Linked DNA regions of Mus musculus: regions 2 and 3 are each linked to region 1. A link is a contact called in public Hi-C and Micro-C data. All regions are on one chromosome and are shown on one strand. Each heading gives the region's core, a stretch centred on a gene start, on an enhancer-like site or on the middle of the called end of the contact. The rest is flanking DNA. Distances are from core to core; before and after follow the strand shown.

What was found. Hi-C and Micro-C count contacts between places; a contact is called where the count stands out from the background.
Region 2: a Micro-C map of the HL-1 cell line shows a contact between it and region 1, with 4 times the contacts expected there. The contact joins the enhancer-like site here to the promoter of Kif18a in region 1. A contact is called at or near these places in 9 of 39 promoter capture datasets (the 3T3-L1 cell line, the C10 cell line, cranial neural crest and 5 more), 11 of 484 Hi-C or Micro-C datasets (the AML12 cell line, the C2C12 cell line, the HL-1 cell line and 6 more), 10 of 115 datasets of contacts at active chromatin or transcription factors (the NIH/3T3 cell line, astrocytes, cardiomyocytes and 4 more) and 1 of 9 other capture datasets (pancreatic islet).
Region 3: a contact with region 1 is called in a Hi-C map of Sertoli cells, with 4 times the contacts expected there. The contact joins the enhancer-like site here to the promoter of Kif18a in region 1. A contact is called at or near these places in 2 of 39 promoter capture datasets (hippocampal neurons and liver), 1 of 484 Hi-C or Micro-C datasets (Sertoli cells) and 3 of 115 datasets of contacts at active chromatin or transcription factors (cardiomyocytes, extraembryonic endoderm stem cells and vascular smooth muscle cells).

The regions. Positions count from the first base shown.
Region 1 is chr2:109,279,354-109,282,114 of GRCm38.p6, forward strand. It overlaps Kif18a (kinesin family member 18A), which reads left to right and starts at 1,385. Exons shown (of 17, transcript NM_139303.1): 1 at 1,385-1,540. It also overlaps a transcript of Mettl15 not described here.
Region 2 is chr2:108,685,181-108,688,101 of GRCm38.p6, forward strand. No RefSeq gene overlaps it. Among named protein-coding and RNA genes, the nearest start is that of Gm39905, 190 kb to the right of the region's middle. Within about 2 kb of position 1,366, at least 42 of the 459 cell types and tissues checked have an H3K27ac peak or open chromatin away from gene starts, as enhancers often do. A contact at or near this core is called in the AML12 cell line, the C2C12 cell line, the HL-1 cell line and 1 more, where this site is marked.
Region 3 is chr2:108,622,057-108,624,802 of GRCm38.p6, forward strand. No RefSeq gene overlaps it. Among named protein-coding and RNA genes, the nearest start is that of Gm39905, 260 kb to the right of the region's middle. Within about 2 kb of position 1,470, at least 57 of the 459 cell types and tissues checked have an H3K27ac peak or open chromatin away from gene starts, as enhancers often do. A contact at or near this core is called in Sertoli cells and extraembryonic endoderm stem cells, where this site is marked.

The DNA of each region.
Region 1 (2,761 bases), core at 135-2,634:
CCTGTAGAGCAGGCAGGCCTTGAACTCAGAAATCTGCCTGCCTCTGCCTCCCAAGTGCTGGGATTAAAGGCGTGTGCCACCACTGCCTTGCAAACTCTCCTCATTTTTATTACCAAACCAATGTCACAAAAATGATGATGGCATTAGTTGGTACATATACTATAATAAGAAATAAGTAGTCACTTTATTGACGCACTCTCCAGGGCTCAGAAAAAATTCATAAAACAAAGAATAATGTATAATTTGCAACTCTCCTGATTTTCTTCAGTAGATTTAAGACATAATCATAATCTATGGGATTTCAACGTAAAAATGTGACTAATAGTACTCTGCACTGCTGGGTGTGGTGGCCTATGCCTTTAATCTCAGCACACAGGAAGCAGAAGCAAGAAGATCTCTATATGTTCCAGCCCATTTGTGTCTACATGGCAAGTTCCAGGCCAGCCATGACTACTGGGCAAGACCTTGTTTAAAAATATAAAATAGATTAGATAGATAGATAGATAGATAGACAATAGACAGACACATGCATAAATCCTCTGCCCTGTAACATCCTATTTTTACAGAAATCTAAACTCCAGGAGGGAAGGGATGCTGACTTCAGTGTGTACTAATATGCTCCTAAAATCTGCAAGTAAGAGTTGCTTACTAAATAGAGTCATATAAACAATAACAATGTAATTCAGATCGTACTACTAAATTTTTCTAAAGGGTTGAGAATGTCAACTGATAAAAGGCTTGCCTAGCCAACAATACAAATATAAAATACCCTGCCAATTTTTTAATATTCCCTATGTTTTTAATGCATTTTTCTTTCTAATGTATACATTCAGAAATAATGCAATCTGAAACAAGAAGCCCATGATCCAATAATGTGACTAGGCCAATATATTTAAGTGATTTTTAGTTTGTAAGGTCATACTTGGAGCATGTTAAATGCTGGCAAATAGCAAATATTTTCGCAAATACCAAATATTTTTAATCAGTAATAACGGGAGCAGGCCAGGAAACCCTGACAAAAGAAGACTTGGGACTTGTAATTAATTCACATGGAGGCACCATACCTTCCAAAGCCTGAGTCCTAATCCTTGGGAACTTGACTAATCAGAAAGGGAAAAAGGACAAAATAACCCAGGCCCTTTTACAGGCCCGCAGACTCCGCCTCTCCCCCTAAGAGAAACATCACCCAAAGCCCAGGGCACCCCAGACCCTAGGACTGTGGCAATACTAAATATCCCAGGTGGCTGCTTCCCACCTGCACCGCCGCCCGAGCTCCGCCCACCTCCGTCACGGCTGCCGGAAACGACCGCGCGCGTTGCCACGGCGACGCCCAGGAAAGTAACTTCTCCTCCGGCATCTGAGGCCCAGCCTCTGGCGCCAAACTGCGAGTCGCTCAGGAAAACGTCTGACGTGCTGACGTCATCCGAACGGCAGCCAATGAGATGGATAGCTGGGGAAGCTGGCTTGGGTTTGAATTTGTGGCTGTGTTTGGAGCGCCTGGAAGCCAACTCTGCCAAGTTGTGACGGTCACTTCTTGTAGGTGAGTGAGGTGGGCGCTGTGTCTGGGGACGCGTGGGTTGATTCGAGGGTCGCCGGAGTGGAGGATCCGGTGTCAGGCGACAAATTAGCTTTCGGCGGGCGATGCAGGTCGAGGGTCCCCTCGGTATTGCGGCTTGGAAAGACCCGGAGCTACCGAGTGTGCATGACAAGGCGAGCCTTTCTCAGCACCGAGGTTCTAGGCTTCGCCACTGAACCCCGAGGGGAAGCTGGTCCCTTTCTCAGACTTAAACTGAGGACGCTCACAGTTCAGCCTCCTAGAGCGTGAGGTTCCTTCCGGATTCCAAATTCAGAGTGTCCTGCTTGGGCTGCACATGGGAGTGTGCGACTTCTGGGCTTTACTTCATGGGAGGAGCTTTTGTGCAGAGAGGCTGTCAGGTCAGTCTGGAGCCCAGTTGTAGCCTCAAGCAAAACCGGCCCTGACTGCTCACCTGTGATGCTGAAGGTCACGGAAAAAAAGAAACAAAGACAAAAAAGTGCCAGGAGGCCAGAAAGCAGCCTCTAATCCTGCAGTTTCTGCAGCCTTTTCAGCAGGAGCTCATTTGCCTTGCCTAGTACAAAAAAAGCCAATGCTGACTGTTGCTCATTATAATATGAATGGGGATTACTGGAGTAGAACTAATTTTGTTGGTGACATCAGTCCACTTTGTCCAGTTCCTACCTTGGGTTTTGGAAGGTTTTCTTGACCTTTGATGTTAGAGAATATGAATCCCACAGAGCTAATAAATAGTACTTGCTATTGAATTCAGTGTATGAAAAGAACTATTTCAGTCAGCAGGAATGATTTGCCTTGAGAGGTATTCTCATTGAACCAGTATTTACAGATATTTAAGATTTTTTTATTTTAAAGAGCATTTTGTCCCACTGTAGTTATACTTTTCAATAGACACTATAAATTGACTATGCTGTTAATGCTATGAAAGGCAATAGAAAAACAATTGGCCCACCACCAATACTGATAATCTTCCCTCGTGTTAGTAAGGCAGTCAAATCAGTGACTGACAGAAAGGTTTAAGCCAGATAGAAACTGTAAATGAGGCAAGGTCCCTGTTCTAAACCATGTCGAATCAGAATTTTCTACCTGAGTTGGGAATAATTCGTAGCTATGTCATTGTGCTTCTATACACCTGTTTGGAAGCATTTTCTTTTTCTCAGTCATGAGATTTGGATTTGTAGCTGGGTCCGCTTTCTGTCATATTAGTAA
Region 2 (2,921 bases), core at 116-2,615, 590 kb before region 1:
AACTCATAGCCACCTGTCACTGTAGCTCAGGGGGACCTTATACCTTTGGCCTACACAGGCACCTGCATTTATTTACACGAGCGCACGCGCACACACACACACACACACACACACACACACACACTTAAAAATAATGATAATATATCTTGAAAATAGTATAATGGTAAATCCTCTAATCTACTGAGGAAAGCCATAAAAGCATCTCATCATTGAGAGAATCATGATACATGTATATGTATTTGGGTAGAAAAATAAAAATGTAAGCAAAGAAGGTTGGTTTTGCGTGGTGATACACTGATCTTCTTGGGGAAAGGAAGAGTGCAATGCAGGTTTGCTAATGTGGCAGACAGGAAGGAGAAGGAGGATGAGAACATTCTAGGTGGGAAGATCATCAGAAAAGAGTGTGAGAGAGTATGGTACAAATGCCATTATGGGGTTTCCCTGGTCCCAAAAGACAAGCAGCCATCACTTACTTCAAAGAAGGCCTCTGCATCCTCAGGTGTTGGCAGACCCTCAGGAGAGTAGATGACAGTCCCAAAGTCACCCTGTTACAAAGCAGAGACCTGACCAGAGAGAAGCAGCAGCTCTCTGAAAGCCCTCCTGCAAAACAAAGGAAATCAGTGGGAGAGAGGAGAGAAGAGCTGGCTCTTTCTAAATCTTGAATTTTCTCAGCAAAGCACCTTGCTTTAATAAAAATGAAATCTTCACAAGTTATACATATTTAATTTACTGATTCAAAGATGAGTCAGAGCAGGAAAACAATGGTTGTGAACCTTTCAGTCCATGAGAGGAGTTTTCTAAAGTGTTCCCAAAGCCTTTCCGGGGTGACACTCATCTGAGGTCGCAGAGAGGGAGAGGATTTGTATTCATAAATGCTGCTCGAAGAGACCAGAGCCATTCTAATTCTTATGTAGTAGGTGCCATTAATCAATAGGTGGGGATATAAAAAGTCACAGTTCTCCTTTGTGCCAGGAAAGAGGATGGCAGTCCATTTCCGGATATATGCCACAGCCAGCTGATGACTCATTCTGTGCCAAAATACCACAGGGACTTGAGGGGAAATGAGGAGTGTGACAAGCCCGGAAGACAGTGGCCAGCACAATTGGTCTAGCATAGACCTCTGCTCAGAGCTTCAGAAGAGGTCTGCTGTACTAGTGGCTAAAGCTCAAGGGGCCTTTGAAGACCATCTAGTCTACATCTCTTATTTAATTTTATATATGCGATCCTAACTGACCCAGCTGAGGAATGAAGTGAGTGGGAGACTTAAGACTAGAACTTAGATTCCCCATATATGGTCTTCAGTAGTGTGTGGCCTTTGATAACAAGGGCACAAATGTGACCATCCCGAGCAGCTGTGCTCTGGAAACCCTTAGCTAGCTAGTAATTGGAACTTAGCCAACTGGCTCCACAGAAATCAGGGAAGCCAATTCTCTGCAGGAATATGTGGTAGGAGGTTGTTAAGCAGTAACAGATAGCTTTAGGCCACTAGAGCTTGAGGTATGGTGGTTAGCCTTCAAAGGCTAACAATTTACAAGCTACTGGAATAAGTTCTATGAATACAATTTTATTAAATTCTAGCCCTTCCACATTTCCATGGATTAATGTAATTGAGATACTGGTAAGGAGGGCATGTGTAGTATACATACTGCCCTGAGTCCTAGGCCAATGGCATTTGCCAGAACATCACAGATGGAGAATGGGTAAAGGAGAAACCCACATGTATCGCAGCAAATTAATCTCCTGCCCTAGCAGGAAAGGCAAACTTTCTACTCTGTTATTCACTGGCTCTCCTTGTAAGAGGGTAAAAGGATATTCCACTAAAGGGGAAAGCCAGGTTCTGTTAGGTTCCCATCTAGAGACGAACTTTATTGATAAAGCTGGTATTCAAGACCCAGGTGTTTGGTTGATCTGGTCCATAAGATTTGCTCTGAGACTGATTCACTCCTATCAGTCAATTCATAAACAAAGTTAGCTCTTATTAAGTGGCTTGGGAGAAAAGATATGATTATACTGTTAAGAAACACAAAATGATAGCTAAATATTAATTTATAGGCAGTATACTAAACACTTTGTATCCCTTATCATATTCTTTTAACACATTTTTTAAGTTGAAGGTAAAGTTAGATGTGTCTCATTTTAAAGAAAATGGAATAGATGCTAATAGAAGTAAATAACATATTCAGCAAAGCTAATGCATAAACATCTATGATGATCTGAGGTCATCTGACTCATAACTCTAGTCTTCTAAAAATATATCATTAAGTCAAGTCACCTAATCCGGGAAAGGAACACATCTGGCATGAGTACTAGTCAGGACTACTAGTCAGGACTTCAGTCAGGCATGAGTACTAGTCAGAACTTCAGTCAGCTTTCATGCCTAGGTCTCACTCAGCGAGGATATGGAAAAGTTGGGTTATGGTTTGCAGCCATTCATCAAATGACTTTCAGGGAATCACATATGGTGGGAAGTTCTCAATAATAAACAGTAAATAATAGAACAGTGCTCACCCTTCATACAGCTTCAGAATCTGGTCTTTGGTACTCTTTCCTTCCCTGACTTTTAATAAGAATATTTATACCAAACAATTCTTTCTTATTTTAATCAATCATATACCTTGTTTCTTTTTAGATGCATTTCTATTGGAAAACCAATCATTTGGCTGGGACATTCAGTCTCAATCCTAGCTTGGCCTTCCCTTGTCTCCTGGAGACATCATTTACTCCTCTGGCCTTTCAACCAACACTTCTCTTTCCCACTCTTTTATCACACTTACTTCTGCCAAAGTCATTCCATGTAGGCTCGGTTTCTTTTGTTTTCCATTGAATGTGAAGAAACAGGTTTGTAGAGCTCCAAAGGGCCAACAAGAACCATATCCCAACCAAGAATGGTGTAGCACAATTCACAGCCAAGCTTGTCTGAA
Region 3 (2,746 bases), core at 220-2,719, 660 kb before region 1:
CAGAGCACTTGTATTTTCTACCCCCTTAATAAAATAAAAGCTGATTAAAACCCCAGACATTACAGACACTAGAGAAATGATCATGTAACCACAGCCCAGCCACACCTAGGGAAATGACATGGCTACATTTTGATGTTTACTCTGTTTTGATAACCACAAGAAAGTAAAAGTAAATAGCTAAAGTTATAATGAGACTTGATTTTACCCATTTAATATGAAAGACAAGGTAAAATTCTCCCTTTTCCCTGCCCAGCTACATTGAGAATGGTCAGACCTACAGACTATACTTTGTAATCAATTAAAGAATGTCATAAAATTCTGAAATATAGTAATAGTTTGTAGACTTTTTTCATCTAAAATCCAATTAATCAGTAAAATCTTATTATATATAAAATTTCTATTAATGTACATTTTGCAAACCTTACACTCCTAAGGAGTTAATAGAGGAGACTCCATATTAGCTGCCAGGAGGAGGTAGGAGGACATACTGGACTGGAAACTCACTGTGTAGTTCCTTTATACCAGCATCACTTGGGGCCAGCCCGGGGTTATATATCATTCTTCCTGTGTGTTTACATTAAGAGTCCATTTATAAAGAAACATCCTTTGATCCCCCTGTCTTTATTAATGAAAAAATGCCGCATTAAGACATTTCTTCTTGCTTTCCCTTCCTGTTTCATTTGGGCTCTATGTGTAATCTATAAAGCAGTCTGAACAGAATGGCACAAGCCGTCAAAATATTTACATATTTCCCTGTAAAATATTTCATAGAAAGATTTAACAGGCATAAGTAAGCTATGACAAGCATGTTCACTTATCTGAAGAAAAATACTTTGAGCTGATTTCCTGGCACAGAAAGGAAAGCTAGTGAAGTGACATCTCCCCTTGTGGAATGTGGTGATTAAACCAGGGAGGCTCTCTTTACCTTCCCCAGGAAGGGCAGTATGACATGGGGGAAGGGAAGCAGCTTTCAGTAGAAGTTAGCGCATCAGACTTTGCCATTGTCTCCCACTAATACTGGTATGTGAAGGCTTAACAATGAAGGTCAAGCAAGCACAGACTTAGAAGAGTATGCAAAATAAAAGCAAAACAAGAGTGTGCTTGAATGTAAGTACTCATATGAAGCAGTTCAAACAACACTGGAAAAAACCATAAGGATTAAATACTAAGGTGGATATTTTGTGCTGAAAAATAAGGGGAGGGTGGTTCTTTAAACCAGATTTTAGAAAATCATGTATCTGTAGATCAAACACATCTTTTCCCATTGTCAGAGGAGAGACAAATCTTAGGCAGGTCCTTCTCCAGCCATTGGACAAAGGGGAAACTGTAACACAGGAATTGATATGTGGCCAAGCTACGCAGTTCTATTTTGCTTCATAAATGAACAAGCTCTAACTCGTAAACTATGAGGTTCCTGTGATGAGGGAGCAGACATTTCACATTGGAAAGCACTAATCTGAGGGGTGAAAACGGAATCCCGGGCACTCAGACCACATTCCAGCCTAAATCCCTATATCATCATGTTGTCCGAAGCTTAACCTTTATCTCCCAGTCTTTCTTACTGGGAAACTAAAAATCAAATCCCTTTCCATAATAACAAGTTTGGAATGAGTTAAAGGTTGATAGCCTAAGAAACTACTATGGTTTGAACTAGAATAGTAACATAAAATGTTAATTCTATATCTAGTTCCTGTTAAGAAAAACAAAAACAAACAAACACAAAACCAGCAAGCTAGTATAACCTCACTGTCCAGACTAATGTAATCTACTGTTTATTGGTACGAGGCCTTCTTTTTAGCAGTCAGACTAACTCTACCTTAATTGTTCATCTTAGAAACAACATAGGAAATGGGTTCATAAATTCTACTTTAGAAAACGATTCAAGCTAAGATAACTCATTCATATTTTCTTGTACTGCTGTCTACTTACTCATTTGCATGGAATGATACACCAATCTGAGTCAGTTCTTAGAAGACATGATTCTGGCTGTTCAGCAACTATGACCTTATTCTCTATCAGGAAAACATGTTAATGGTCAGGAAAATTATGGCCTCTGTCTTCATTCAACAGCTTTACCTGAAAAATTTGATAATCTACTCAGTCTAAAATGATGGCAGAAATGTGGTATTGTAAAAATGTGTGCTCAGTTTAATAGATTTAGCAATATATATTTACTTAAAACAAATGAAATTGACACTATTTTAGAAATTTAAACATAATCTATCCCTAATTTTACAGAAGGTCAATGTAATATTAGTTTTAATAAAATGGAAAATATAAAAGCAATGTTAACTTTCTATTTTGCTAGGAAATAATAGTATTTGGCTAGATTAGAATACAAAAGAGGTTTTGGAAGACACATAAACTCTTCATCTGAACAAGGTAACTTAGTATCTTGTTAAAAAAATAGAAAAATATATCCCAAAACAATAAAAACAATTACTACATCATCTTGAAAGAGTGACTATGGGTGTAAGTTTAAATTAGACAGGACAGGGTCTAAGCCCAACTTGAGCAATTTATAGCTGCTACTTAATGCTTTGAGCTTCTTTCTTTATCATTAAACAAAGACTAAAAACCAAATATATGAGTCTCCATTGAATATTAAGTAAGTAGATAAATATAAAGTTACTACTAAATGTTGTGAGACACACAAGTATAATCTAGCTATGTGACAGATAGCTAAAGAAAAAGATAAGTGTTATTTACTCATCTATTTCATGGCTATGTACTAAACTTTCTAACT